Linked DNA regions of Mus musculus: regions 2, 3, 4, 5 and 6 are each linked to region 1. The links are chromatin contacts, called in public Hi-C and promoter capture Hi-C maps. All regions are on one chromosome and are shown on one strand. The core of a region is the stretch at or near the end of the contact, and the rest is flanking DNA. Distances in the headings are between cores, read along the strand shown.

Evidence for each region. Promoter capture Hi-C pulls out the DNA fragments that hold promoters and counts their contacts. Hi-C and Micro-C count contacts between places; a contact is called where the count stands out from the background.
Region 2: a contact with region 1 is called in a Hi-C map of B cells, with 5 read pairs. The contact joins the promoter of Cdc42se1 here to the promoter of Chtop in region 1. A contact is called at or near these places in 1 of 39 promoter capture datasets (cranial neural crest) and 1 of 484 Hi-C or Micro-C datasets (B cells).
Region 3: a Hi-C map of B cells shows a contact between it and region 1, with 6 read pairs. The contact joins the promoter of Rfx5 here to the promoter of Chtop in region 1. A contact is called at or near these places in 6 of 39 promoter capture datasets (cranial neural crest, frontonasal cranial neural crest, liver and 3 more) and 1 of 484 Hi-C or Micro-C datasets (B cells).
Region 4: a promoter capture Hi-C map of pre-B cells shows a contact between it and region 1, with 5 times the contacts expected there. The contact joins the promoter of Rps3a1 here to the promoter of Chtop in region 1. A contact is called at or near these places in 2 of 39 promoter capture datasets (liver and pre-B cells).
Region 5: a promoter capture Hi-C map of pre-B cells shows a contact between it and region 1. The contact joins the promoter of Cgn here to the promoter of Chtop in region 1. A contact is called at or near these places in 3 of 39 promoter capture datasets (cranial neural crest, maxillary cranial neural crest and pre-B cells).
Region 6: a contact with region 1 is called in a promoter capture Hi-C map of cranial neural crest. The contact joins the promoter of S100a10 here to the promoter of Chtop in region 1. A contact is called at or near these places in 2 of 39 promoter capture datasets (cranial neural crest and embryonic stem cells).

What each region holds. Positions count from the first base shown.
Region 1 is chr3:90,506,489-90,511,467 of GRCm38.p6, forward strand. It overlaps Chtop (chromatin target of PRMT1), which reads right to left and starts at 3,010. Exons shown (of 6, transcript NM_001293776.1): 1 at 2,703-3,010; 2 at 1,057-1,138. The coding sequence starts at 1,121. S100a1 (S100 calcium binding protein A1) reads right to left here. Exons shown (of 3, transcript NM_011309.3): 3 at 4,546-4,876. The coding sequence ends at 4,733.
Region 2 is chr3:95,226,548-95,231,526 of GRCm38.p6, forward strand. Cdc42se1 (CDC42 small effector 1) reads left to right here and starts at 1,877. Exons shown (of 5, transcript NM_172395.3): 1 at 1,877-2,318. It overlaps Mllt11 (myeloid/lymphoid or mixed-lineage leukemia; translocated to, 11), which reads right to left and starts at 2,130. Exons shown (of 2, transcript NM_019914.4): 1 at 1,537-2,130. It overlaps Gm16740 (predicted gene, 16740), which reads left to right. Exons shown (of 4, transcript NR_108026.1): 4 at 1-111.
Region 3 is chr3:94,951,444-94,956,422 of GRCm38.p6, forward strand. Rfx5 (regulatory factor X, 5 (influences HLA class II expression)) reads left to right here and starts at 2,665. Exons shown (of 10, transcript NM_017395.3): 1 at 2,665-2,808; 2 at 3,572-3,703; 3 at 3,909-3,942; 4 at 4,303-4,385; 5 at 4,829-4,948. The coding sequence starts at 3,591.
Region 4 is chr3:86,139,571-86,144,549 of GRCm38.p6, forward strand. Rps3a1 (ribosomal protein S3A1) reads right to left here and starts at 3,098. Exons shown (of 6, transcript NM_016959.4): 1 at 2,938-3,098; 2 at 2,128-2,231; 3 at 1,669-1,856. The coding sequence starts at 2,999. It overlaps Snord73b (U73B small nuclear RNA), which reads right to left and starts at 1,117; the gene lies at 1,047-1,117.
Region 5 is chr3:94,784,591-94,789,569 of GRCm38.p6, forward strand. Cgn (cingulin) reads right to left here and starts at 1,892. Exons shown (of 21, transcript NM_001037711.3): 1 at 1,786-1,892.
Region 6 is chr3:93,552,448-93,557,426 of GRCm38.p6, forward strand. It overlaps S100a10 (S100 calcium binding protein A10 (calpactin)), which reads left to right and starts at 2,670. Exons shown (of 3, transcript NM_009112.2): 1 at 2,670-2,764.

The DNA of each region.
Region 1 (4,979 bases), core at 1,760-4,259:
CTCAGGTAACAGCTCTTAAGAGAAGTGGAAAGCATGAAATACACGCAGTAAGCAAATATGATGACAAGAAACAGAGATGCAGTTACAAAGACAAACAGAAATGCCGACACTTTTGGAGAGTGAAAGTTCATTCAAAGGACAAACAGGAGGAAGGATCAGAGCACCTTCAAAGTCCACTGAAATAACAGACTCATGAGTTATGGGAGTTTATTACATTCTAACATGTTACTTAGTAACACATGAATACAGGAAATTAATGTATCACATCTTAAAAGATGAACAGAGAAGCACATGTGCTTCTGAAGCAAACACAGGCACTAAATTAAATGCCTTGGGAGTTCTAGCAACAACATAATAAAATGGTGAAAGACACCAAATAAATGAAATTCTCAGAAACAAAAACTGCCTTTAAATACAAATAACCACTCTTTCTGACTCAGGACTTCTGAGAAAGTTAAATTAGTTAAGTCGCTTAAGAGCCTAAGAGGACATTATTCTATCATTCCTGTTATGATTAAGTTTAATAGAAGTAAACACACAGCTGATGAAAGATTTCAAAACAAAACAAACTAAAAAGCAGAATGGGAAGAAAGTGAAATGGAGCAAAGCAAGTGCCTCTTACAAGGCCCAAGAATGCCATTCAGGGGCCTTTGGACATAGTCTCGGCTTGCTACCTGCCTCTTACAGGCCAGACACAACACTGCTGGCCTCGGACTAGGCAGCAAGCCTCTTGCAGCCAGGATATACCATACCATCATGCTGCACCACCCCTGTATCAATGTTAGGAAAAAAAATTGAAGGGAGGGTGTGAGGAGTCTTTTAAAAAATATATCCCACCAGGTAAATATTTCAGATAGCTTAATATAAAAATCTACTGATAAGGGGTTTTGAAACAACTGCCCAATTTGTTTTGTACCACATTAGATGCAATTAAGAACAGAGGTCTGTAGCCTTCTGTCATTTAGCTTACAACTGGCTTTTTTTGTATTGGACCCCAGGGTCAATTTAAGTAATGTTTTCTTAGGAAGGAGCTGAAGTTGCTGTTGGCTGCCTCACCGCTCATTTAGAGACATCTTGGTGGTGCTTTTTAGCACAACTTTCGGCGCTGACTGTGCAGCCATCTTCAAATCCCGAGAATCTACAAAGGACAATATGCATGAGTCAATCAAAATAATGAAGCTTGCATTTTCACAAGAAGCAAGGCATAAATCTGTTAAAGGCCTATATTTTTAACTCTGAAGATGGTATCATGAGATCTTAAGTTTGCCAGGTGGTGGTGGTGGTGCACTTTTAGTCACAGCATTCCTGAAGCAGAGGTAGGTGGCTCCCTTTGAGTTCGAGGCTAGCCAGGTCTACATAGCAAGTTCCAGGACAGCCACGGCTACCTAAGAGAAACCCTGTGAGGTGGGGGCTTACGTCCATACAATAGTTATAAAAATTTCAAAGCTCCAGGATGGAGAACATCTGCCAAAGTCTCCAAAATAGCAGAATGAGATGTAGCCAAAGCCTAGGAGTTTGGCTTTCAATAGTTCTTCTCAGCCTGGACTGTATGTGACTTAGCTGAGGAATGTTTGAAAAAAAAAAAAAAAAGAAAAAGTCCCTCCCAAACTAAACTAAATTCTTGATGCCTGGATCCAGACCAATTAAAGTACAATCTGGCCATGAGGATGGGGTACAGCAACTGGGATTGGGGGTGCTACCCAGGTACATCTTACATGTCTATAGAAAGTTGAGGGTCATGGATCTAGAGAAATGGAGGAGCTGGGAATATAGCTCCTCAGTAGAGTGCTTGTTTAGCACTGATGAAGCCCTGGGAAGTTCAATTCCCAGCAGCAACAGGGGAGTGGTGTAACAGTCTGAGGCTGTAACGGGTTACATTGTCACACTGTGAGGACCGGACTCTCATACACCCAAAATAAAAAGAAAAGCCTAGTTTCAAAATCGATTCTCAACTCCAAATGCAGGTGGAGCTCTAGTTAGACATGGCAGGGGAAAGACAGAAGAGGTTTTCTAAATGGGTATTCAATCTGAGAGCTCTGTTAAGAGCACACCACAATATTTTAACTGTAGTGGCATATACTGGGGAGGGGCTGAGGCAAGGGGGTCACAAGCTCAAGGCGAGCCCGGGTGATTTGACAGACCCTGTTTCAAACTAAGATTATTATTATTTTTAAAGCTGGAGATGTTAACTCGGGGCGCTAGTTTAGCCAAAGTACGATTTTGGGTTCAACTTCGGTGCCGCAAAAAAAAAAAAAAAAAAAAAAAAAAGAATCAAAATCGAACACCCAGAGCCGCCGCTAATTCCTGTACTCCTCATTTGACCTCCACCTCGAAGCCTCTCAGGACTCCAACTTTGATCAGGCGACTATTTCCGTGGTTATCCCCATCAAACGCTATTCTGGGGCGAGGCTTTGGCTCCGATGGAGGACGCTTATCTAGGTAAGCAAGACACTGGATTTGAGGCCAAACCACTACGACCAGCACCACCAGCACCAGCACCTGCACCAGACACGCCAACCACAAGCAGCACCCGCACGGCTAGCGGCCCAGCTCGCTGGCCGCGGTTCCGGCTTAGCCTCCGCCTCCCGGCTCCGCCCCCTCCCCGGCCTCTGCGCACCTCAGCCCGGTCCACACCTGCCACCCACGCCACCGGGCCCCGGACCCCGCGCCCCTCCACCTCTGCCCTCTCCACAGAAACTCACCGAAGGAGATGGACGCCAGCGCTCCTCCCGGGGTTGCCACCACGGCTGCGGCGGGCGGCCCGGAGGCCGGCCTAACCTGAGCTGACGGCGGGCCGCTCGGGTTAACTAGCTGGGCGGTTGGCTTAGATGCTTAAACGGTAGGATGTGAGGCTTCCTCGTTGTGGGTTGAGTATCTAGCTGACCGATCCTCCCGCTCGTCAAGCCTGCCCTTTCCTGCCTTTCGTCTGGGCCCCCAGAGCCGGCGCCGCCAACTCCCGCTTGGTGTCCAAAACAAAATGGCCGCCGGGCCCACCAGTGCAGCGTGACCGGCTAAAATGGCGCCGACGGGCTTGCGTCAGTGCGCGCGCAACTAGGGGCGTGGCAACATGGTCCTTTGGCCTAGCGCAAGAATCGCAGCGAATCCCCACTGACTTTGGCAAAGATCCCTTAAGTTACGTGTAGTGCTCCGCCTTCGGGGGCGTGGCCAGTGGCCGTAATCGCTAAGTACCTCTAGACTACCTTCTGGACAAGTTTATGCCCCACTTTGGTGGGATTTTTGGCTTGCAAATAGCAGCTTAGATTGGCAACAGTGTTTGTATCCTTTTATTTCCCATTCCCAAGCTAAAGACAACTGTAAAAAGTCTTTATTAGGACCTTGAGACCTGGCTAATTTGCTCAGGCCCTCAAACCTATTTGTAGAGTTTCTGTTTCTTTTTGAGGCAGGCTTCCTTTGTGTAGACCAGACTGGCTTCGAACTCACAAAGATCCACCTCCTGACCCCCCCTAACCCCGCCCCTCCCAGTACTGGGATTTAAGACCCACACTGGACTCATCTACATCCTTTTATAGGGACTGCCTCTAGAAGATGTGGCTAGTTTTAGGGTGGGTCTTTTTACCTCAAGTAATCCAATAAAGCAAATCTGTATCCCCACTTATGTATCCCTAGTTCTTACATAATGTCTAGCAATGATGAGGCATCAATAAACACTGAATGAAGCTTGGGAAAAAGTTCTTCTAGTAGTTTTTTGGTTTTGTTTTCTGGTTTTGTTTTTTTGTTGTTGTTTTTTTTTTTTTTTTTTTTTCCGAGACAGGGTTTCTCTGTGTAGCCTTGGATGTCCTGGAACTCACTCTGTTGACCAGGCTGGCCTTGAACTCAGAAATCTGCCTGCCTCTGCCTCCCGAGTGCTGGGATTAAAGGCGTGTGTCACCACTGCCTCTGGTAGTTTTTTTGAGACAGAGTCTCTATAATGTAGTTCTGGCTGTTCTAGAATTCTCTATACAGACCAGGCTGGGCTTGGACTCACAGAGATCCTCCTGCCTTTTACGTCCCAGGTGCTGAGCTGGTGTTAACTATGGTACGTGCCACCATTTCTAGCTTTCTTCAGATTTTTTAAAAAAGATTTATTTATTTATTATATGTAAGTACACTGTAGATGTCTTCAGACACACTAGAAGAGGGCACCAGATCTCGTTACGGATGGTTGTGAGCCACCATGTGGTTGCTGGGATTTGAACTCCGGACCTTTGGAAGAGCAGTCAGGTACTCTTACCCACTCAGCCATCTCACCAGCCCCACATTTTTTGATGGCTTGTTTATTTCTGTTTCTGGCTATGTAGTATGGGCTGGCTTGGAACTCAAAATCTTCCTGCCTCATCCTTCAAGTCCTGGTATTACCAATTACTCATACAAATCCTTGAGAAGCCAATGACACTTGGATTCCAGCTAAAATTTTCGGACCCCTACATTTCTGGGTTTTGAGTGTTCCTTAAATAAGGAACTAATGTAAACTTGACAAGATAAGGTGTTGGGAGTGAGCACCCCTTACTTCACACATAGCCATGCCCAGAGGGTACAGACATTGATAGCTGGTGAGAGAGAAGGCTTTATTAAAACAAGTGGCAGATCTGGACTGCCACTCTTGTGCCCTTGGTGCACGTCGAGACTGGGCAAGGATGGGGACATAGGGAGGTACAGGTGGGGTGAGGAGCAAGCACGCTAAAGGGGAAATCTTGACAAGTGGGAGAGGAAGGGCACTGCTCACAGACTGTGCTCAACTGGTCTCCCAGAAGAAGTTGTTACAAGCCACTGTGAGAGCAGCCACCAGCACAACATACTCCTTGAAGTCCACTTCCCCATCTCCGTTTTCATCCAGTTCCTTCATTACCTTGTCCACAGCATCTGCATCCTTCTGGACCTGTAGAAGGGGATGGAAGTGTTTATCACTAAGTCAGAGCCACCATGGTGGTGGAGGAGGAGGTGGAAATGAGCAAGTGAGAGAATGATATTTAATTATGGGA
Region 2 (4,979 bases), core at 627-3,126, 4.7 Mb after region 1:
ATTCCTGTGACCCCAGCATCTGGCAAGTGGCAGCAGGAAGATGAAGAATTTGATGTCAGCCTGGCTACAAGAGACCCTGTCTCAAAAAATAAAGTGAGCAGAGACTAAGCTAGGATTTGAGTTATTGTTGATAAACTGACTTCCTAACAACTGTAACCTAAAAAAAGTTGCCTAAATAATTTATCAGGGATGGACAGAACTATCATCCAATGTAAAAAGCTAGTCCAGTGTGGCAGAGCACAGCTGTAGTCCCAGCACTCAGGCTGAAGCAGGACGACTGTGGGTTCAAAGCCCCCCAAAACCAAACCAAGACCATGAACGAATATAAAACAAAAACAATTTAAAAGAAAATGTGTGAGATATTAAAAGGCTGAAAATCTCTAGCTATACCATTGACCTATCGACATGTACAGAGAGACTCAAATTTGTCCCAGAAAACAGACATAAAGGCATATGTGGCATTAAAATAAAAAAGACCGGCTGCTCTTCAGCTATCGTCCCCTTTCTTTCCCTAAATGCTCTTCACCCATCATTTTATCTATTTTTGCTTATCCTAAGGGCTCTGGATGGTGAAAATTGACATATTTGCTCAGTAAATGCCACCCAGTTATTTTATGCAGAGTAACTTCTAAATTTTCATTGTCTATTCTTAGAGATAAAATGATTAGTAGATACACACATTTAAAAGATACACTTTCTTTAAACTACCTGGACACACCCAAATACCCTTTGTCCAGATCCCCCCAAGAGCATTCAAGGCCTAATCCACAGGGCCTTGCTGTGTCATGCTGCCACCATGCAGTCTAAGGAGGGATGGTGGTGGATGAAAATGGAGGCTTCCTGGTATTTCTCATGTTGCTCTAGGATTTTCCTATTAGCCACAATCCTCCCCTTTTTCTAGGAGGAGCTGCAAAGACAAATCTGCTGTCATAAGTAGTTCCTGTGAGCTACACTGATTGCAGCATGCCATCGGGCAATCCCACAATGGCTCCCACCTGTCCCACCTAAAGCCTCTTTGGAGCAAAAATCTGAGATAGGGAGGAGATTGTTAAAGGTTCCAATCACTCTCAATAGCATCTCATGTTTAAAAAAAAAAAAAAGTACCCTACTCCCCAAACCTCCCTACAAGAGACAGAAAATCGAGGGGGATAGAAATACAAGGGAGTAGAGGCTACAATAATTACAGTAGGAATAAAGATTCACCAAATAACTGGTAGCAGAAATTATAGCTTGAAAAGGAAGATATAGATAACTAGACACTAGACAGAAGCCATTAGATGCACAGGGCAAAAATTATAGGAAAATGAATACATGAAATGAAGAGCTAAATGCCGAGAGATGATTACAGGTAAAGTGCTAGAAATGAATGCCTAGGTCCATGGTAAGGCATGGATGGAGATCTTAACAGATAAAAAATCTGGTAACGAATAGTAACCCATTGTTCATAGCGCCCCCTTCTCTCCTCTTAAACTGCCCCCCACCTCGGTCTCACACGGGGTCTTTCAAGCTTAAGAAGCGGTCCCTCGTCTTGGTTACCTGTTAGCAATGAATGACTAGGGTGTTCCGAAGACGGAAGGGATGCCTCAGGGGCTCGGGGGTCGGCTCTGGACTGGAGAGGAGGAGGCTGCTGAAGGAAGCTGTCGCGGATGTGACGGCTTTGTCTCCTCACGCCTTCTCCCTCGTCTGTGACAGAATCTGCCGCTGGGTCTCCCCTGCAATGCAGCCCCTCCTAGCAAGGGCGGAAGCACTCCCCGCCCCCTCTCTGCCTGACTCGGCTAATTCGAGGGATAGGTTCCGGAACACGCTATCCACCGTAGAGCCTCTCCGTCGGCTCGCACCGCACCCCCACCTCTCCAAGTACCCTCGTGCTGACTGGAGCGCATGGCTGAGCAGTTAATTGTCCTCTAACTTAGATGTATGGGTTAAAAAGTCTTCCGGTTAAACAACAGAATGGCCCTCCTTTCCCACTGTAAGGACTAAAGGGGACTTTGGGAGACTCAGAAAGGGCCCCAGCGCATCGTCCTCTCAGCGCCTGCAGCAGGTGGACAGACTAGCACAGACAGTTGGGGTGCCGCGGTTGTCCCCGAGCGCGGTGCTTGCCGCTGTCCCCGCGGGCCACGCCGTGCGCCCCGAAGCTGGGCGGAGCGCTGCGCTCCGCTCTCAGCCCCTGGGTTTCGTAATCGCGTCGCCGGCGTTTCCGCCCTCCGCCAGCCCCACCTCTGCCGGCCCGCCCTCAACTCCCCGCCGTGCCGAGAAGCAGCCAGGGGACCCGGAGTGGCGGAGCCCCCGCCCGCAGTGGGGACGCCGGGGAGCCGCAGGTAAGAGCGCCGGGCGAGCCGGGCTGCGCGCGGGCGGCGGGGAGGGGAGGGCAGGGCAGCGGGGAGGTCGCGATCACAGTACACGCGCGGGCGGCGCAAGCCACGGAGAGGCAGGGAAGCGGCGACTGCAGCGTGGGGCCGGGTGGAAGGTGCGAAGCGACAGGGGCTCCTCGCCGGCCCTCTAACCTGAGAGATCTGCTGTGCTAGAGAATCCGAAGTGGTGCTGGGCCCCGGAAGGTCTAAGCCAGAGTGAAGCAGCCACGGAGAACATTGACAGAGCCAGTACAATTCATCGAAGTTCCCATCCTGGGTCGCAGTGGGTGGGGGACGGAGCTGGAGTCTGACGGAGAATATTGGGGGAGGGGAAGAAATTAGGATCTCCTTCTGTTAACTTTTAAGTATCCCCAGCCCTTCCCTGGGGTTAGGGCAGGGTTGGTGCTCGGACAAATATCTGTAACTTGTTTGAAAATGGGGCCCATTCCTCTCTTGGGAGTCCCTCAGCAGCCCGCTATGTTTGGAGGGTCTCCACACAGGGACCAGCTGCATCCCCGGGCTTATAGCCAGAATTTGCCCACACGATTCTCAAGTCTCTTTCTCTCCAGCTGCTTCTTGCTTCTTGTGAAGGCTTGTCAGACAGCGGGTTGGAGAGGGAGGCCTTGGGGCCGGAGGCAGCGGGACCGGGAGAACCGGTTTGGGGCTACCACAGGCTCGGGGAACTACCTGTGTACATCCTTCCTCCCCACCTCTCTCCTGCTCGCCCCTCTACAGCTCTGAAGTGTGTAAGGCCCACCGGGACGATGACGGTGGTTTAGGGTTTGTCATTTCAAGTTCTGGGTTTCTGGTGGAAGTGAGAGGGGCCCTCCTGTCAAGGATGTGGCTTTCTGCGCTTTTGTCCCTGATCCCTCCTGGCTTCCTTTTTACTGTGGGGATGAAGTAGTGGGCCATGGATTCAGCATCCCACCCTCCCCAGCTAGCCAGCTCAGGCTTTATTTGTTCCCAGCCCATTCGTTGGCTGCTTTGAAGAGGAGTGACAGCCAAAGCTTAGTACTTCCTTTTCTGGCTTTGTTCCTCCTCCCCCCCCCCCCACCCCACCCCACCCCACCCCCAACTCCCGCACTACCACAGTGACCCTGGCTGGTCTTCACACTCTGACACGGGCCTCCAAGTTTCAGAGACCCTAATGTCCTAAGGGAATGGAATTTCCTGGTCACTTCTCATCATCATTGGTGGTTTCACGCCAAGTCCCACACACACTTTCCCTCCACCCAGCTTGGTCAGGTCCCTGGAAGAGAAACAGAACTGTCCTTGTTCCCTCCTCGGCCCCCTTTCCTCTCCCTCCTCCTTCCCGCTTCCAGCATCGGCCACCCCTGACCACGCCGCCGGCTCGGCTCGCTTGGGGCAGGGTGGAGGACGTTGGTAGAGCCCTGCCTCAGTCTGGACTATCTGGTAGTGTTAGGGGTTTCCTCTGATTCTTTATTGTTTTCTCCATTTCCCCCAAGCCTTACCACCTGCCACCATCTTGATGAGCCTTGTGACTGACTTTCCCACTGACCAAGCCTCCCCTCTCAGGGCAGCTGTGCTCTGGACTTCAGTCTCATTACTCCTCCCTTCCAGGGGTGGGAAAGGAAGTGAAAGAGAGTCCAGACTCTTGGGTTCTTTCCTACCCTAGAAGCCTTATTCCACTGTTTGAGTGATCTCATCTCAAGGCTGCTACAAAACAACAAAGAAAAATGTCCAAAAAACAAATTGAACTCGGTTTTTTGTTGGTTTTTTTTTTTTTTTTTGGTCTGTCTAGGCTACTGGAAGGCTAGGCTTCCAGCCTCAAGCCTGGAGGGAAAGGTCCATTCTTATTCATGCTAATGTTTAATATTCATGAGCTGTGCTACCTCCCAGAGCTGGTCTGTACTATAGGAGAGGGAAGTGCAGTTCACACAAGGAAACTCAGCTGGGCCGTAACCCCTGGCAGCAGTGAAAGGGGAGAAAGTTCTTCCTTGGACACAAGTGCTACTGGAAAGTTCCTGTGTCTGGTTCACTGGTGGAGCTTCGAGGTGGTGGGGAGCAGAGTGGGAGACACAGGTCAGAGCATGAGGGGAAGATGAAGGGAGGCCTAAGCAGGCCCTCTGGGGTGTGAGGCAGGAGCTGCACACGATAGGACATGTGTAAAAGGGTGGGGAGGCTGGAAACTGATTCCTCAGAGCAGAAAGCTACTCTTCGAGTTACCCCTACAAGACATGGAGCAAGGGCCACGGGTGGGCCACGGGGAGGTGTCCACAGTCTGCCTAGCTTTCGGGAAAGACAAGGGCAGGTATTAGCTGATCTCTGGGAGGGGTGGCTGAGCTTCATCTGGGGCAAGTAAGAGGGAACAAAGGCAGTGGAGCCAGAAGGAAGCAGTCCCTCTCTTCAGAAGAATTTGCTGAGGTCCACATTACTACAGCTCGTCTCTTTGGAGCTAGGTGGTCCTTCAACAAAGTGTAGGTGTTGGGGCAAGGTAAGAGTAAAGGGAGGGACAGGGCGGAGGCCTTGTTTGTGAGAACAAAAAACCACTATTTCCTCTTCAGAGGCACTTGCACGCCCCTCCCCTGCTGCCCTAGACAAGGGAAAGGGGAGCTGAAGTCAGCAGCACCCCTAACTGTTCATTTCTGTCACTGTTTGGTTTTCTCT
Region 3 (4,979 bases), core at 1,415-3,914, 4.4 Mb after region 1:
GCAACTCCTGTCTGTGTCCTCTGGAAATCAGCAGTTCGGTTCACAGGTTAGGAGGCAGCCGCAGCTCAGTCCACTTGCAAACACTTCATGAATACACCAGCAATTCAATTTGGTAGAGCTGGGTGGCTCGACCAATTAGAGACAGTCAGGTCTCAGCCTTGGCTGGAGTCAGCAGGAGGAACCAGGAGGAACACCAGAAGAAGTTCTTGCCTGTGCTTCTCAGGGAAGCAAAGATCATTGAAGATGCAAAACCCATAAGCATTGTACAGCTAGTTTGTACCAGCAAGCCAAGCTCCGTCTCCATTACTCTCTGGAGTCCTATTTATGCCCTCCAAACATCACGTGTCCTCCCCGTGCCTTGCCTCAGCACTTGCATCCAATCAGCCTGAGCCCTCGGAGTCCAGACAAATGGAGCTCAAATGCACAATGTAAGGCGGACCAATACATGCATGTTGTTAGCAAAGAATCCTTCACCATGCGTCCTTTCACGTGCTTGCTTTAGCAGAACACCTCTCTCTTTCTCTTGTGTCTGCTTCAGTGAAATGTTTCTTCACGAGTTTTTCTTAGTCTTCACCTGTGTCCACTTCAAGAAAACACTCCACGTGTTTGCCCCAGCAAAACACCATCCAACACAACTGACTTCCCAAAGAACCCTTACGTTTCCACTTCAAGCTCCAGCAGGAGCAGAGGCAGGAACCACAGAGGAGAGGTGCTTCCTGGCTTACTCCCCTACCCAACTTTGGGTCCCTTCCTTATACAGCCCAGGCCTGCCAACCTAGAGGTCCTGTGCCTCGTTCTGCGTGGTCAGGAGGCTGCCTCAGGTCTTGGTTGGGTACCCTCAAGCAGCACAGTATTAGCAAAGTGTGACTTTTAGCACAGGAAATGACTTCAACTCAGAGAGCAACCTTGAGCAGATTATCTCTAGGAAAAGACTGACTGGAGGGGGTCTGTCCAATGGCATCTTTCTTTACAGATTCCTTTAAAGAGAACTTGTTTGAACTCATTACCTCTTCCAAAGGAAAGATTCATGTCCACTTCTCACGGTAGGGGAAATGGGGGTCTCAGTCCGGGTGTGGGGACAGACCACGAGCACCTCCATCTTCCCCCCTCCTTTACAGAAGCACACCAGTCAGAACTGGAAATATGACTTGGGTGTCACATCTCTGCTGTGACAAGACTGTTGACCCGGGGACCACGAACACTTGAGAGAGGTACAAAAGCTTGCCCGTGCATTTTTCATCACGATTTCAACAAATCTTAACAAAGAGGGTTAAGCACCTGAAGGGAAAAGTTATCACAGTACTAAATTCTTTTTTCCTCTACTTGACCAAAATTCCAGTGTTCACCACCAAGCAGGGAACTCCAGGAGTGTGCCCCCTAGGAAGGAGATGAAGTACACCCAGGAAACGGAAACATGAATAGGCAAAGGTGGGCAAGGAGAAAATACAGAGGAGGACTAGAGGCTCAACAGACAGGCTTTATTCTAGAGCATACCTGCAGAGGGGGTGGGGCCAAGTGTCTAAAGTGGAAGGACCATACCATTTCCTTTTGTGTCAGCAGTTGCTATGGGTAGCGAGACAGACAGGGTCAGGCAACCAATAAACATCTCCTGTGGTTTACCCAGGTAGGAGGGGTAGGGTGAGGAGAAATCTGGAAAATGAGTTGGCATTAGCTTTGGCTTAACTAGAACGGAGGCACTTTATAAAATGGCGATACCACGGCTAACAACAGAGAAAAAAACATTTTCTCTTAATGTGGTACAGCTGCTAAGGATTTGCAGATTCTTTGTGGAATGAGGGGAAGCCTGCAATCCTAGAGGCTGTTGGCCACAGGGATGGGTAAGCAAAGAGGGAAGGACGAATGGTTCAACTTGTGTTATTTTATTTTATTAAAGTTACAGGACTTTATAACGAATTTCCATCAGTAGACATCATTTTCTAGCAAAAATTTAAAAATATCACCTACTGATTATTTCGGACAGCTCTGACAACCAAAGGCAACAATCAAACATGGTAGCTATCTGTGGCCATTCCATTTTGTAAAGCTCCCCAATTTTGTTTAAACAGAGTTCCTGAAACCTAAGAAATTTGGTTCTCACAACCAAAGTAACTTGCTTTTATAGATTCGTGCTTTCCACGTCCTTATCGACGCCCCAGTAATAGAGTTGTTTGGCTTTTTTTTAATCAAACCTTCTTACATTTTTAACTCATCTTATTCCCCAGCTACAACTAGCCAATCACTTTCCTACCCTGTAACTCCTGTCTGTGGTTCTTGGATCCTAGACGGCATCTACGTAAATCTTCCCAAGTAAAGCCCGCGGTCGATCCCTTATCCTCTTCTCGCTGATTTTACAACGCACAGGATCAGAAAGCAAAAGACCAGATGCTCCAGAAGCAGCCAAGCGCCCGGGCTTTCATCCTGCGGTCCCTTTAAGAACAGAACCCTTTCCGGGCCCGCAGACCTAACCGACCCCAGTTTTAACCGAAACCAACCTGGACTTCCCCCTCTTGACTCAAATAAGACTAACTTTGGATTTTCCCTCCCCTCTCGACCAATCATATTCTGTTACCAGGCAGACTTTCACTGCCTTCGTCTTGGAGGCAGCAACGGCCAATCACAGAGCAGGCCGTGCGTGTATCCAGGCAGATCGCGGCTGGCATAACCATTCAGAAAAAGGAAAAATAAAAGCAACGCACGAGCCCGCCGGCTGGGCACCGTGGGGCTGGGCAGGAGCTGAGGTAGCCACAGGGTAGTTTCTCTTTCTCTCTCACCTATCTAATGTCCGTGCTGGAAGGCGACGGTTCCGAGGTAGGAGGGGCAACAGCACTCCGGAGCTAGCAGGACCAGCTCCTTGCCCCTGCGCACGTGCCCGAATCTGGGACCCTGTTCCCCGCAGGGTTTCCTGCGCCCAGCCCCCTGAGTTCGGAGACCTAGCCCAGCACCTGGGGTTGGGGTGGAGGGGCCCGAGGGGAGTGGGGACGCTTCGGAGTGGGATGTCGTGGGATGACGTAGGGTCCGCGCCGCGGCGAGGGGGGCAGCGGGGGAAGCCGTGGCGAGACTCAGTAATGAGAACTTGGGCCCAGTTTTTTTCAAACCTGGAAAGGCCGAGTATGTTTGTATCCCTTCCGACCTTCCAGGCAAAATCAATGGCGAGGAGTCTATTAGAGGATCGGAGAACTTTGACTTGTCGTTATAGGTGTTGAGGGGGGGCGGCTGGAGGGGCTTGGGGGGGGGGGGGCTGGAGGTGTTGCAGCACTGGGAGAAATTGTAAGATTTCTTTTAACGTGGACTTCTCCACCCCTATCCCTTCCCATAACAGTTTTCCAGATTTGGGAGACTTCAAAAGGTGGGACATATAGAATGGAGATGTCAGAGATCTCTTTGGGTATACAAGGGCCTGATAAAGTAACAGAATAATTCTAATTTTAGAGAAGGCAAGTGGTGTGGAAAACCACTGGAGGAAGCTTTGCTTCTGTTTGTATTTCTGGGTAGAGACAGGAGGACTGCCTTGGGGTCTCTAGGAGAAAGGAAGCTTGGTAGTAGTTAAATCCTCAGCGATCTCCTCTCTCAGCTGTAGCCCTCATGCTGGGATGGCAGAAGATAAACCTGATGCTAAGAGCCCCAAGACTGGGGCAAGGCCCCAAGGTGGTGCTGACGCTGGAGAACCTACCACCCTCCTCCAAAGGCTCCGAGGTACCATTTCGTAAGTAATTGTCTCTGTCTCCAAACCCTGTTCCAGACCCAGCTGTAGATCCTTGTTGCCCTGCACTCCTTCCTCAGGCAAGTGTTTCAGAGCAGGCAGGCTGAGGTCTGTGGTCCGTAGCTGTTTGGTCCTTTTTCTGTCTCTAGCAGTCAGACAAAGGGATGGGGAAACCTTGTGACCTCCAGCTTTCTCTTCTTCTCCACAGCAAGGCCGTGCAGAACAAAGTAGAGGGAATTCTGGTAAGCATGCTGGGAAGGGACAATACAGGTGCCATCGCTGAAGGGTAAGGGTGATGTTGATGTGAGAGAATAAAGGTTCATGGGGGAGAGGCGGTGCTGTCCACGTGTGAGGATCATACTTTATCCTTCTGTGACCTATGTAGGAGATGAAATCAGACCCAGCCCCTTGCCCTTTCTCCCGTTCTCTCCATGACAAGCCCATAAGGTTGCCAGCACAGTGAGCACCCAACCTCAAGTCATTTCTTAGGTCCCCTTTCATTCTGACAACCTGACATCGAGTCAGCTGGTATGGTCGAGCTCAGAAGATCATTCACTGGACCCGTGGCTTCATTTCTCCACCTCTGTTCCCTTCTGCCTCAGCAAGAAGTACAGAAATTCTCGGACAACGACAAGCTGTACCTCTACCTTCAGCTCCCATCGGGGCCCAGCGTTGGCGAGAAGAGGTACTTTGGTGGTAGTGTTTATATGTCACAGGTTCTGATTTTGAGTCTCACTGTATTGAGTCAAAAAGTAGGAGATGAGGACGAGGAGGCTGGAGGGATGGCTCAGGGGTTAAGCACACTGGCTGCCCTTGGCAGAGGACCCGGGTTGTGTTCCCAGTACCCACATGGTGGCTCACAACCATCCATAACTCTCAGTTTCTGGAAATCCGACACCACTCTCTGACCTCCGTGTCGTGCACATGCACATATGCAGGCACAACACTCATAACAAATGAGAATCTTTTTAAAAAAGTTATAAAGAAGAAGTAGGAGATGCATAGCTCAGAACCTTTATCAAGAAGTGAGGCCTTTGGCTCGATTTATCAGGGAAAGGTGGATCTGGGACAAACTGATTCGATCTGGCACCATCAAAGCCATGCTTGCCCCTTTGGCTTGTCTTACAGCTCAGAGCCAAGTCTGCTCAGCAATGAGGAGTATATGTATGCCTATAGGTGGATCCGCAACCACCTGGAAGAGCACATGGATACCTGCCTGCCAAAGCAGAGCGTCTATGATGCCTATCGGTGCGTACAGAAGGCACACCTTGCTGGAGTG
Region 4 (4,979 bases), core at 1,848-4,347, 4.4 Mb before region 1:
TAAGTTAAATTCTAAGATAGTATAGACAGAATGAAACTGAATATTATCTTTTAAAAAGGAAAAATAGCCGGGTGTGGTGGCGCACACCTTTAATCCCAGCACTTAGGAAGCAGAGGCAGGCGGATTTCTGAGTTCGAGGCTAGCCTGGTCTACAAAGTGAGTTCCAGGACAACCAGGGATACACACAGAAACCCGGTCTCAAAAAAAAAAAAAAAAAAAAAAAAAAAAATCACAAAAGGAAGAAAAGAAAGATCCTGTTAGAAAGGAAAAATAGGTTGTGTGTGGCGGCTTTAGTTTCAGTACTCCAAGCAGGACACACAAAAATGTTGGATCTTTTAGGAATTTGAGCCCAAAAAAACCAAACACACAATAAGCTGTACATGACAGATGTCTGCAATCCTTGCACTCAGTATACAAAGGTCTACATAGCAAGTACCAGATCACAACAGGTTGGAGACCCTTTTTATTTTAAAAAATTTATTTTATGTGAGTACACTGTAGCTGTCTTTAGATAAACCATAAGAGGGCATGAGATCCCATTACAGATGGTTTTGAGCCACCATGTGGTTCCTGGAAATTGAACTCAGGACCTCTGGAAAAGCAGTCAGTGCTTTTAACTGCTGAGCCATCCCTCCAGACCTGAAGATCCTTTCTTGAAAGAGGGCAGTGGAGAAGTTCTGCTGTAAAACTGTATTTTCTAAATGCCTTTTTATTCCTAAGTTACACAAAGAACTTAAAAACATAATTCCAAAGCTAAGATCCAAAGCTAAACAAAATCTGTAATTAGACCATACTACCATCTTTTAGAGGACCATTTTTGTGGCAAAGCGATCTGATTTCTTTGAATTTTACAAATATTAAGTTCTCAAATATACCCAATATTTGCCGTGAGCGGTGGTACATGCCTTCAATCCTATCACTCAAGAATTTGAGACCAGCAGAACTGCCCGGAAACAAAATCCTGGCATCCACTTCACTGCAAAGGAGTATATACATCAGTATGTACTAAATAGCCTATTATTTCCAAAATTACATAAAGTATAAGGGAATGTCAGCAATAAATGTTACGGTAATCAGTAGGCTTCATTTGGGACCGAAACATCTTGTCATCACTCATTCCCATATACAATGTCAATATCAGGATACATCTGAACAGCTTTCCCTTGAATCAGCCTTCTTTGCTGGTCACCATGCTAAGCCCATTTCCCTACATGTCATTTCATCTTCACAACCCCAGGGGCTGATGTTGAAGAAATTAAGCTATCAAAGCTTGTTACTACTTTCAAGGACAGAAGGGGACCGAATCTGACTCTAGCCACACTCCACTGTCAGACAACTGAGTCAGCTAGATAGAGCACCTTTTCTCTATCAACTCTAACGATGTTAACCCTAGAACAGTCCCCAAACTGGCAAAGCTGCCCAACTCACCTAATGTGGCCGTAACAAGCAATACCAAGTTAAAGGATGCAGCTCAATGTTAGGACTGATGTCCCAGCATGTGGAAAGCCCTGGATTCTACCTCCAGCACTCAAGAATTAACAGTGATACTCAAATGAAATGAAACCAACTTCTCCATTCCATGTTTTGATACTACCTACCAACCAACACACCCATGACACATCTGCACACCCACACCACAGCACTCACACTCGCAGCTTTTGGTCTCACCTGCCACTTCTTGACCATGGAGCACATTTTGTCCCGGGTAAGATCCATACCATGGAAGTTAGTCAGACAGTTTTTGCCCTGAACGTCCTCAGTGATTAGCTTGAATTTTCTAAACGCAACTTCATCATTCTGTAGATCAGCAAGGCTCACTTCAAACACACGACCCTTGAGGCCATCAGAGGCAATTTCTAAAAAAGAACCACAAACCCTGTTAACTTGTTAACCAAACCCACCTTCACACCAGTGGCTTACTGCCAACACCTAAACGTTCTCTTGGACAGCTGTACAAACACTTCATTGCTGCCACATCTGTACTAAGACCAAGCACTCCCAATGCCAGGCCCTCCAACCACTGGGCTGACATTTCAATCCAGCGCCCCATCAGAGTTGACCAAGGCGCCGGTTAATATGCACATGCCACAGCTTAGGAACAAAGCAAAAGGGGCCCACAGTACTCACTGGTTCCTTGAGTCCTCGTGACTAGTGTCTTCCCGATGTTCCTAATATTGAACATGGCTGGAGCTTTCACATCGTACCAGTCTTTCTTAGAAAATGGATCGACCCTGGATGGGAGAAAAATAACCTCAAGTTTCTCTGTAAATTGTAACAACACTCCCGACCACTTTTAAACGCTTCTTATCCTTCAGACTTCTGTTAACAGTTTCCCAGGCACGATCTTGCAATCGGCCTGCACTTAACACGACGGACGTCCTCCCCGTGGGGTGAACGTCTGCGAGGCCGGCTGGTCTGCCAGTGCACAAAGCAGTAAGTTCGAAGCCATGCCTTCCCCACTCCTCCATCACACAGGCAGTACTATATACACACTGCCCTGGAACCTCAGGGACCTGTGACAGTGACTGGTCCGCAACAGCACAAACTGCTGCTAAACAAGTGTCCCGGGTCTCCAGGTCGGTCCCACGAGAGCCCAGCACACAAGTTGACATGGGGTCCCGACATGGACAGCCAGAGTGACTGACGTAGAGCGGTGTTAAAAAGTGCCACGGACTTCCAGCAACCCAGGAGCCCACAGTTCGCGCGCGACACGCGAGCGACTGCTAGAGACGCAGGGCGGAGATCACACGCGGCGCGCGACACCCGGCCGGGTGGCGGAGAGGCGGCCGCCCGGGACGCACCCGCCAGCCGCGCAGCGCAGCACCGCCGCGCAATCCACCCCGCATCCTCACCATCCGCCCCACGCCGCACCCCAGAACCCGCCCACCAACTCCTGCGGAGCCCAACGGCCGGGGACCCGCGCGATCCGCCACTCACACTTTCTTCTTAGCTCCCTTCTTGCCACCTTTCGTCAGGCGCTTGTTCTTGCCGACCGCCATGGTGCCGACCGGAGAGCCAAAAGGGCGGAAGTACAACTCGCGCGAGAACTTAACGCGAGCCGGGCGGGGAGCGCCGTCTACGTGACCCTTGCTCTTTCGCCCTTCCGGCTTTAAGAATCTCGCGACACTAGCTGGCGGCTCGTTTCCCGCCGTGCTGCGACAGCGCCCTCGTGTGTCGGGAGGTCGCGCAGCGGGCCGCGGGCTGGCTAGGCTGTGCATGGGAGCCTGCAGATTGTCAGAGATGCTCAACCCACTTCAGGTTTCTTGTGGTTTCCGTTGCCCCGAGGGTGGGAACTCTCTGTTTCTAATTTTGAGAGTACGTTTCTTCCCTAGACCATGGGCTTTGAATCAGAGATAGCAAATCCATGTTCAAATGGTGATTCCAACAGTACTTAGCCTTCTGACCTCTTTAGCCATCAGTTCCCTCGGGTGTAAAACGGGAATATTCATGTGATCTATTTCAAAACATTAGTGTAATTCAATAAGCATGACTTCGGGCACGCTGTTCACGTGCTGACTACTCTTGGGCTTGGCTGTGTTGTGAACTTTCATGAAAAAAGAGGCTTAGCCGTGTGTGCAATCCCAGAGCTCTGGAGGCAGGAGGACAGCAAGTTGGAGGAGAGCCTGGAGTATATGGTGAGTACTAGCCTGAACTACCTAGCAAGACAGACTGGGAAGGGGAGAGGAGAGAATATATATATACACACACACACATATATACATATGTAACTCTTACACATTTGTAATCACATTTTTTTTTTGTATGACTATGTGTGTGGTCCTGTGCCTCACAGGTCTCTGTGTGGAGGTCAGAGACCTATTCTCAAGAGTTGGTTCTCTTCTTCCACTATGTGGGTATAAGGCTCAGGGAGAGGCTGCCATCCTGCGCACACTGGCCCGCAGCGCTGCCATACAATGTGCCCTGCCTCCTCACTGCCTGAGAGGTCTCTGCAGGTGCCTTTACCAGCTGAGCCATCTCGACAGCCCTGGGTTTTTGGTTGGTTGGTTTTGTTTTTTCTGGGATAGGAGGAGTGTTTGGGTTTTTAGTGGAGTGGGGACTAGAGTGGTGTCCTGGAAAAGCCTCAGCATGCCTGAGACAACGGATTCCATCTCTAGCACCCCAAAAAGGCACAGTCGTGATCAATTGTTGTACCTAACTGCCCACCAATTTTCTTAATGCAAACCACCCCTTCCCCACTTTTAAAAGTGATGTCTTTATTTTTATTTTATATGGTTTGCCTGCATGTTTGTCTGTGTGAAAGTCCCAGATCCCCTGGAACTGGAGTTACAGACAGTTGTGAGCTATCATGTGGGTCCTGGGAATTGAACCTGGGTCCTCTAGAAGAGCAGTCACTACTACTCTTAACCACTAAGCCATTTCTCTACCTCTATCTCCACCCCTCCACATCCCCAAACCCCCACCATAAAAAATGGCTTCCCCATTCTTATGTTAGTATTTTTCAAAACAAGATTCCTCCTGTGTTGTTCGGGCTGACCTCAAATTCACCTTCCTCAAGCCTCCGCCTCCTGGGTGCCGGCATTGCTGACATGCTCTGCCACATCTAGTTCAGAAGATCACAGCCTGGTGACATGTCACCAGCTACCTCAAGGGCAGAACTCTAACATCCTCTCTAGCCAAGGCCAAAAACAAAAAAAATGGTGACCAAATCAGAACCAACTCCCTCTTCACCAGGCTCCCAAGAAGTTTTTAAATGCTTTTTTTCCCCTTCAGATATAAAGATTGATTAGGGTTCAGAAACAAATTGAAAACTTTCTTTAACAAAATTGACTCTGATTTGAGAGGAGGGCTACCGTCATGTTACCCTATATTTGGGAAATGACAGAAATGCCTATTATAAAGATAACATGTACCCAGCTGTCTGAGGCTAAAACAAGAACAGCAAAACCTGTTTAGTTGAAAGGAACTTGTGGAGCCAGGGGTGATGGCACACCCCTGTAATCCTAGCATTCAGAAGGCCA
Region 5 (4,979 bases), core at 642-3,141, 4.3 Mb after region 1:
CCTCTGTCAGCTCCCAGGTCCTTGGTTCTCCCCTCCCTGGTACAAAGAGAAGCAGCTCTACCCCCCTCTTCTCCCACAAGGGTAAAGGCAGGCAAGCCAGCCTGAGAACCACAGGAAGCCAGAATCCTCTTAGAATCAGGCAAATCTCTGAATGGGCAGGCCCCAGAGCAAGACCCATACTCCCAAATACCCAGGATGAAAGGAACACGTAGGCAGCTTTGTCTACAAACATAGCGGTTGCTAATTATTTCCCAATTACAGCAACTGTCTTCAGACAGAGCATCAAAGGGGCCAAGCTAAGGTTGACTCTGCTTCACCGCTGCCTACGGCAAGGAAATTCACCTCAGAAGTTGTCTGGTGCCCAACGTATACCTCGTCTGTGGCCTGGGAATGTGGAGGTGTAAGTCCCCTAGTCTTTTGGTCTCCTAGGGAGTTCTGCCTATGTTTCTGCACCACTAGTAAGTACTCTAGTCTATCAAAGATCGTGAATCAAGGATGCCAACTAGGATTTCAGGGAATCAAGAGGATTCTGGGAAGGGTCAAGGAAATTAGCTGCACTTCCAGATCTCACCAGTGTCCCCCAATCTAGAACTAGAGAAAAAGAAGGAAATATAGGGCTGGAGAGATGGCTCAGCGGTTAAGACTGTTCTTCCAAAGGTCCTGAGTTCAAATCCCAGCAACCACATGGTGGCTCACAACCTTCTGTACAGCTACAGTATACTCATATACATAAAATAAATAAATAAATAAATCTTTTTAAAAAATATACAAAGAGACTACTTTGTAACAGAAAAAAAGAAGGAAATATGTATTTGCTGGAAGGAAAAATTTTTACATCAGCCTCAAGAAAGAAGACTATTTCTAGGTGGGTGTGGTGATATGAACCTGTAATCCAGGCACTGGGAGCGGAAGGCAGCCCACCAGTTCAAGGTCAGCCTCAGCTGTACAGCAAGTTCAAGTCCAGCATGGGCTATGGCAAATTCAAGGCCAGCATGGGCCATATGAAACCCAGTATCAATCCTCGTTTCACATCCCCGAGAAAGCAAACATTTTCAGCTAGTATGTGGGTCGAGGGATTTATGCTTCTCCATTCCCATTCCCCTCTCTTGTAGAATACACACAGTTCTTTCTAGAGGAAGAAGGAAAAAATTTCCCTGGCATGAAAGCAAAGAAAGAAACAGCCTTAAATAATCTCACACCTAGGAAAGAGATGGGTGCCCTCGTATTCTGACCTTAGTGTCTTACTGGCAACTGCTTTCACCTGTAGGCAAATGGTCAGGGAATGACCCCACACCTCAGCATTTCCAAAGCCAGAAGGAGAGTGTCAGAGACCAGTAAGGACTGACGGGGGCGGGGAGGGGGTAGTTACCCCCAAAACCAGCACATGCGGATATCACCACTTCAGTCTCTGAACCTCTGGCGGCACTTCCATTTGCTCCAATAGGATGAACCCTCCCCCGCCCCCATGCTGGTCTCCAAGAGAAATTCTGCCCCAAGGGCTGGCGCCTGACCTCCAGAGATTGTAGCGCTGAAATGCATGCATGCCCTGGGAATAACCTAACCCTCAGGTGCCTCACACCTGGCACCTTCCCAGCCACTCGCTTCTGACACCGTGGAGTAGGGGTTAGCTCTTAGCTCTGCCACCGCACTCTGACCGCCCTTCCTGCTAAACTCAGCACCTGTGCCCAGGAGGAGGGCATTTGATGCCTCTACTCCGGCCCTCGAGCATACTCCTGAGGACCCACTCGCATCGCAGGTGTCCTCGCTCCAGACAGATTCACTCACCCCGGTCCAGATCAGTGCTCCCGGATTCACACACCCCGCAGGGGATCGCGCTCCGACCAGCCGAGCTACACGCGCTGCTGCAGCCCAGCCCCTCCGAGCTCTGAGCTCCCTCCTTTCCCCCGCCCACCAACCTGTTACTCCCCAGGAGCTCCGCCCCATTGGCCGTCACCTCCCGCCCCGCCTCACCCCTTCTTCTATTGGTCAGTTTCCCGCAAGGGGCGGAGCAGACACCGCGGGAACCCAGAACCGGGGTCCCCAGCCCGGTGGACGGGAGGGGCGGTGGGGTCACGTGGACTGGTGGGGCGAGGGCGGGGCACCGGGGGACCTAAGAGGCCATTTTGGGGGCGTCGGGGCTCTGCGGACCCGCGTAGCTTAGCGCCAGAGCATCCCCTGGGTTCTGTGGGAAGTGCCTTCCTCGTGCTCTTCTCAAAGCAAATCTCGGTTCACAGCCCTTTCTGCCCTTCATCTGCCTCCGCATAAGCCAGAATACAGTTCTGTCGCTTTCCGCAGAAAATTTCTTCGTAGTCTCCCGATGTCAGCGCGTTCTGCATCTCTGCTCGCCTGCCTTATCGGCAATCCGAACCAAAATCTCAGTCGTGGATTCTCATCCTCGGGCTCCTGGCCTCCATAATCATTTTGCACCCTTTTTCTTTGGAAGATGTAATCACCCAATTTACATCACCCTAAAAATCATTTTCATTTTATCTCCCTATGAAAATCTCGGCCAGAGCCGAGATCTTCATTTTCTTTTGTTTTGTACGCTTCATCTCAAACGCCTATAACAGAGGTCAGCACATAGTTGGCTCTTAATAAAATGTGTAGAATGAATGACTTGGGAACCGAGTGCTGTAAATTTACACGCATCAGAATAAGCTTTATAAGCAGAAAGGAGCTCAACTACAGATTGTAAATCCATCTTTTCTGAAAGCCTGTCAAGTAGGGCTTTTGGTCCCACTACACCGAAAAGACTCTGGGGTGCTTTGCGTGCAGACTGAGGCAGGTAACATTAAAGCTGGCTCCTAGTGTCAATCGCTGAGGTATGTTAAAAGAAGATTGGCTTAGCTTACCTTGCTGGCCTCTGAATAGTTCTCTCCTTTATTTGTTCAGTAAATATTTATTGTAATATATTTAGATTTGAAGAGGAATCTTCCCTACAGCCAGCATTTCTGTGGCGTTAGCTGGAGATCATTCCCTTCCCCTCCCCCAGCCTTCAGATGCTGGGCGTGGACCCTGGAGGGGAAAGTCCACCTACCTGTTCTGTAGCTGGGTTGCTAGGTCTCCGCATTCCATGAGAAGCCTTCTATGAGGGATACAGCCCTTAAGGAGGAACAAGGAGGGAGGGAGAGAGAGGGAGAGAGAGGGGGAGAGAGAGCGAGAGAGAGAGAGAGAGAGAGAGAGAGAGAGAGAGAGAGAGAGAGAGAGAGAGAGAGGAAATATGTGCGGTTTGGGCGACCTATTGCAGAGGTGGTGTCCCTTCTGGGTCAGGTTACTTTTACACCAAAGAGTGGTCTGGAAAAGAGATCTTAAAAATAAACAACTAAACAATCAAACGGACAGACTGATGAATTGGCCCCAATACTAGTAAAGTGAAGGTAATTGAATTCTCCTGGGTACCCCTTAGACTGTATTTAGTGTATTTATAGAAGATAGAAATAGAGTAGTTATCCAACATTAAAGCACGGGTGGGGAGAAATGGGAGCCTGAGTCATCCACCATCAACTTTTCTTCCTTGGGGGATGAACTCAGAGAGCTTTAAGCTCAGATGAAGAAGAGGGGGGAAGCTTCCCCTCCCCCCCCCCCAGATTTCAAAAGAAAATCTATCCTGGTGCACACCTTTGATCTAGCAGAGAGTTTGGGGCTAGCCTGGTCTTCAAATCAAATTCCAAGCCAACCAGAGCTACACCATGGGGGAAGGTGTCATGGAGAGACACTAAAAGACCCAACCCCCCACCCCACCCCTTTTCTGAAAGAGTAGTTGTGAAAGAAGAGGGTGTTGAAGAAATTGAGTCAGATAACTTTAGACACCTGATTGCTGGACCTGCCACAGAGAAATGTGATTGATTCTCTTCGAGGCTGAAAATAATCTCAAAAAACGTGGAGCTGTTGAAATGATCTGTAGCTGGGGGTGAGGAGGGGTATGATAGAGGCCAGTGGAAAGTCACAAATGATTTGCTTAGTAGAAGATTTCTTTTCAACCAAAAGGTATAACCTGATGTGAACTTTTAGAAAACAGGTTAGGTTATATACCCATAGGGGTCTTTTCTACAGGTCATACTAGAGAGATTTCTGGTTTTGGTTGGTTGGTTTTAAAAGATTTATTTATTTTATTAATATGAGTACAGTGTAACTGACACACCAGAAGAGGGCATCAGATCCCATTTCAGACTGTTGTAAGCCACCATGTGGTTGCTGGGAATTGAACTCAGGACCTCTGGAAGAGCAGTCACTGCTCTTAACCACTGAGCCATCTCTCCAGCCCATAGAGAGGTTTCTCTAACTGTGCAGATAAAAAGAAAAGGAAAGAAAGAAAGAAAGAAAGAAAGAAAGAAAGAAAGAAAGAAAGAAAGAAAGAAAGAAAGAAAGAAAGAAAGAAAGGAAGAAAGAAAGAAAGAGGAAGAAAGGAAGGAAGAAAGGAAAACAGGTAATGTTAATGGTCTGTGGTTCAGAAGAGTGCTAGCCTAGCCTGTGCTGAGGATTTGGCTCAGTAGAAAAGTATTGCCTGTCATGTCTAAGGGCCTAGGGTCAACCAGTTGGAGAAAAGGTGTCACAGAGGAGCACCTGCCTAGGGGAAAAAAAAAAGCTGGAGAAAGATGAATGGGAATAAGAGAATGTACAATGGCCAGAAGAGGGAGCCTATAGTGTGAACAAAGGAATGAGGAAGTAGTGGGAAGATAAGGGGTGTTAAACATCAACATAAACTGTACAGTTTATATGTAGTCCAGTGTCTTAGTTAGGGTTTTACTGCTATGAACAGATTCCGTGACCAAGGCAAGTCTTATAAGGACAACATTTAATTAGGGCTAGCTTACAGGTTCAGAGGTTCAGTCCATTATCATCAAGGTGAGAACATGGCAGCATCCAGGCAAGCATAGTACAGGAGGAGCTGAGAGTTCATCTTCATCTGAAGGCTGCTATTGGAAGACTGACTTCCAGGCAGCTAGGATGAGGGCTTTAAAGCCCACACCCACCGTGAC
Region 6 (4,979 bases), core at 1,420-3,919, 3.0 Mb after region 1:
CTGCACCCAGCCCTGTTCCTCCAGTGCCTGCTCTCTCTGTGTCTAGGACCAATCTGTCGGAGATATTGATGGGGTGAAGTGTTCATGGCTCCTGGAAGTTACAGTTTCCTTCTGTGTAGTACTCTGTGTTGTGCCCTGTACCGTGAAGAAATCTGTACAGCCTACAGAACTGGTCTCTGCTCCAGTCAACTGTTAGTAGGGAAGTAGGGTTGGTTTCACTTTGTCCATGTGGTTAACAAGGCATAGCCATTTCCTGCAGAAAGAACTTGGCTGGGTACATTTTTCCTGGAGAGAGAGGTTTTGGTTTTAATTTTTTTTTTTTTTTTGACAGTCTCACTATATAGGCCAGGCTGGCCTCAAATGCACAATTTTTTTGCCTCCCAAGTGCAAGAATTAAAAACATGCCTCACCACACCCATCTTTAGCAGTGGAGCTGAAGTTTCATGGACCTTCAGTTCACAGAGCAGCTAAGGAGCTTCATGGGGAGTTAGTGAGAGAGCACTTGCTATAGTGTCTATCCTGCTGGCTCTGTTCATCATGTGCCCTCAGCATCTTTGTGGGGCGGCACCCACTAGGACTCCAGAATCCTACAGCCTTGCTAGCAGATTGAAAAAAAAAATCACTAAAGGAACGAAAAGGGGGGAAACGAGTGAGTGATCATGGTGATCTTGATAAACAGCGACACAGAAAAAGCAAAAGTGGGCCAGAGATAGAACTCAGTAGTAGAGGACTTACCTAGCATGTGAGAAGACCTGGGCTCAATCCCGATTAAGCCTGGCACCTCAAAAATATTGAGGGGTGGGGAGAGAATGAATACTAAGGAACAAAAGAGGATACTGTCAATCTAAAAAAAAATCAATATAAAAAAATCAATATAACCATATGTATAGGACTAGAACAAAATACATGAAAATAGTTATTATTTGGTCCATACATTTATAAATAATTATTGTTTTAGCTGCTGTTTTCCAAACCCTCCACAAAGGGAATGTGGTATTTGGGTCAATGGGGTTTCTGAGGGTAAAGGTGCTCTTGTGTAAGCCTGATGACCTGAGTTCTAGCTCCAAATTCCACACCAATGAACTGACTCCTGAAAACTGTTCTCACAGTGCCACGTATGTGCTCTGGCACACATGTACATGGAGGCACATGCACAGACACACAATAACTTTTTAAAAAGCACTCCGACACCTCTATACCTCTATACCTGCCCAAAAGGTTATAATAGATTTTCAGATTAAAGAATCACAATGATTAATTGTTGAGTTCTTATCAAATGTTGCTTCCTCTGTGAATCAGACTGTTGCCCCACTATGGGGCCTTAGAAGCCCCTGTCCAACATTCTTGTACTGCTCATCAACCATAGGGAATTGTTTACAATATCTTCAGAAACCTCGGCGCTCTTTGAAAGAAGAAACTGATTCCCCATCTCTGAATCAACAGGCTCTAGCACAAACTAAACATTCTAAGGCTCATGCCCCAGAAAACCAGTGAGTAGGAGTATTCTAAATTCGATCACATTTTCCCTGAGATTTCCTCCACAGCTGCGACGACCTGGGGAGGCCTGTGGGAAGATTTGGAAGGAAAAACTGCTTTTGAAGAGCCAGAACTGAGGTTTCAGAGACCCTGGAGAAAACAGAGCTGATCCAAGTTGGATTTTCCTGACCTCTGCCGAGACTGTCACGTGGTGGCGCATAGAGAATTCCCTAATTCTGTTTATCCCTTTGGAATCTCTCATCCTTTCTAGGACTTCCCCTGGGAACAGGGGAAACCCCAGTGCTAGGGACTGGGCTGTGTCACCAATAACTGCATTTAATCCCAAACCACAAATAATGTTAAGTATCAGGGAAGGGTGTGGTTGTCAGTTAGGATACACTTCAGTCGTCTCTAAATATCTTCCAGAAGTTTCTTCCAAAGAGCTTTTTAGAGCCAAGTAGAGTCAAGAAGGGGGCTCCGAAACAGATCTTAGTAATATTGGCCACAGCTGAAACTATCGACCAAGCAAAATCACAAACTGTACCAGGAAAGGTGAACCCTGTAACAAAGAAGCTCCTGAAGCTGACAAGCACTAGGACACGCCCTGATCCTCACCACTCAGTGGTGGCAAGGCTAGGCTGAAGCCCAGGGGCCTTGCTTCTGCACTCAACACAGGCGACCCCAAGACCAGGTCCTAGAGCAAGCTAGGTGTAGAAGCGTTCCTCCTGCTTATCTAGGAAATTATTCCTAACCCTGCAGGTTCTCGCAGAGGCTCTTGGCTCTGGTTCTGGCCATTGTGCCTCCCGAGACGGCTGGATTCTTATTTCTACACTCACCCACTTTCTAAAATCAAACCTGAGAGGAAGGGCACGGCCCTGGATGAGAATGCCCTGAAATACTAAGAGCATTCTTCCGCAGGGACGTTTACAATAGGGCTGTCCCTGGGGACGGGCAAAGTTAGTCTGTTGGCAGAGTGGGAAGGGTGTGTGTGTGCGTGTGTGTTGCCTTGTGTTTTGGAGAGAGAAGGAGAGAGAGAGAGAGAGAGAGAGAGAGAGAGAGAGAGAGAGAGAGAGAGAGAGAGAGAGAGAGAGAGCGCTGGTGGGGCGGGGTGGGGGGCAGGAAGGGAGGGATGGGTGGGGAGGGCAGATGCCTGCCCTCCAGGCTCCTCCCGCTCCGGGGCGCCTCCGCCCTCTGTACCCGCCTCGCGTACAAAGACGCGCGGTCTTCGGCACTAGCCTCATCGTGGTGTGCCCAGCTCTTCCAAGGACTGCTGCGCTTCGGGGCCCAGGTGAGTCCCGCACCTAATATCTGCCCTCTGGGAACCCCACACCCGCTTGCTTCGGCCTCCAGCCAGGCTTCGCGAGGAGCCGCGCCCCGCGAGCCTGGGTGGGGCCACCCCTCCAGCTCGCACACTGCTTCGGATGCCCCCAGACTCGCTGGGGCGGAGGCCAGTCTTGTCTGGAGCTACCCCATCCTGGCGTTGGAGCCGCTGTTCTGTTCTCCTTTTCGGCATGTGGTTCTTCATTCTCATCTTTTCTACTTTGCAACTAGTCTTAGAGTTAACTGGAGTTTAGCAGAACCTGCTTGCGCTCTGTCCTAGTTGGCAGTTCCATGAAGCTTCAGGCTACAGGCAGAGCTCAGGCTGTTTGAGCCGCTTTGGCCAGGGAGGACTGGAGGCTTGGCAGCTGGAGGATTCCCTTTCTGAAGGACCCTGCTCTGCTTGTTGCCTTAGCCTCAGTGCAAATTCCAGGTTGCTTCGGAAGGATCTTTAAAGTAGGACTTTCTGTCTCTCTACCAAGTGTTCCTCTAGCTACTCGGATTAAATAAAGGGAACCAGAGAGAGATGGAACGAGAGAGCAGGCTTGGTGAAGAATCTTCAGTCTGGGATTAATTTTCATGTGGTGCAGTGAGAGGGACGTACCTGCTTCACGGCCTGAGCTTGGCAACAGGAATGACTGACCTCTTTCCTAGCCCTGCCTGGGAGGACTCTGGAGAAATTGCTGAGTGGGTGGCAAGCAAAACAGAAATGTGACAGACCAGCAGAGCCCGGATCCACATTCTGAAATCCACAGGACCCACCTCCCTCATTTTCCTACCCCCACCCCCCACCCCAGGAAAGCCAGACACATTCTGCAGGGTGGGGCTAGCACAAAGGGTTCCTGGATTCTCCTAGTGATCTGTGGCCTGTGACTCAGCTGTGAGACCTTGGGTGTGGCCTAGCTGGTTGCTGATTCTCTGTGGATGGTTTGAACAGATCGCTCCCTGAAGGAAAAGAGGAACTGTGCCATCTTCCAGGGCATTTTCCAAGAGGAAATGAGTCACAACTAACTGGCCACCAACCTGCAGGAGGGGTTTCTTGTCTGAGCTGCCTGGAAGGGCAGTAATTAGACTGGCAGAACCATTCCAAGTCTGTCTCTCTCCCCCCCGCCCCCCCCATTCCCCAAGCTTCAGTTTCAGCTTCCAGGAGTGGATTTTTGCATGTTATACTTCAAATTAGGTAGAAACTCTCTGTCAGAGAGCTTGCCTTCGGTGTGTTTCAGCAAATTGCAAACGATAATGCCCGACGTTGGAGCAGGAAGGAGGAGTTCATATAACTCCCTGAAATTTCATTTACCTTAGTCCTCCTCCCATTGCCTATGCACTGTCACTGACAGTCTAAGAGTAGTGTTGTTTGTTTGTTTGTTTGTTTGTTTGTTTGTTTTTGGTCTGCTTGGCATAGAGCAGTTATTTGGGTTCCCCTAATTTCTGAGTGATGCTGTTCCCTGGCTTTTCCTAAATACAACATCAAATGGGCCGTTGTCCTCTTATGCCTGGCCTCTGGCCAGCCTCTGAGCAGTCACCCCAATGTGGTCAGGCCCTGGGCTGGGTGGGGCTGAGGCTGGATACCTCCCTGCTTTCTACTGACAGGAGAGAGAGAGAGAGAGAGAGAGAGAGAGAGAGAGAGAGAGAGTGTGTCATGGAGTCATGTCTCCCCACCTCCCAGCAAATACATAAGTATTTGATATGCCTTGGACACATTCCATTCATTTAAGCCTAGCTAAGAGAACAATAGGATTCTTTCAGAATTATGAAATAAATTAATGCTCACAGTGCTGGGGAAAGATGGGCTCTCAGGATTCACAACTTAGGAATCACACCTCAAAAGCAAAGGGAGTAACAGGCTTGGCAGTGTGAGGGTCTAGCTCTTCAGGACCACCACCCCTGGAGGGAGGCAGGGAGGGACTGATTGACTTTTAAAGACAACTTTCAACCCTTCAACTAAATAATTCTCACTTGTCCATGTAGCTGATGTTGTTGGTTGGGTTGCTGACTCATGACAACCCCTCATGGAAAAATGGATGCTCTTGGTTGAGCTAGAGTTCTTTCTTCCTATTGAATTGCATCTGGAGCTTCCTTTAGCAGACCATGTCTGTAGTATGCAAGTTTTAGTTGGTGAGAAAGTCTGAGCTAAAATCCATTGTTTTCATTTCATTCCTACCCCAAATATACTGTAAGGGTCAGAT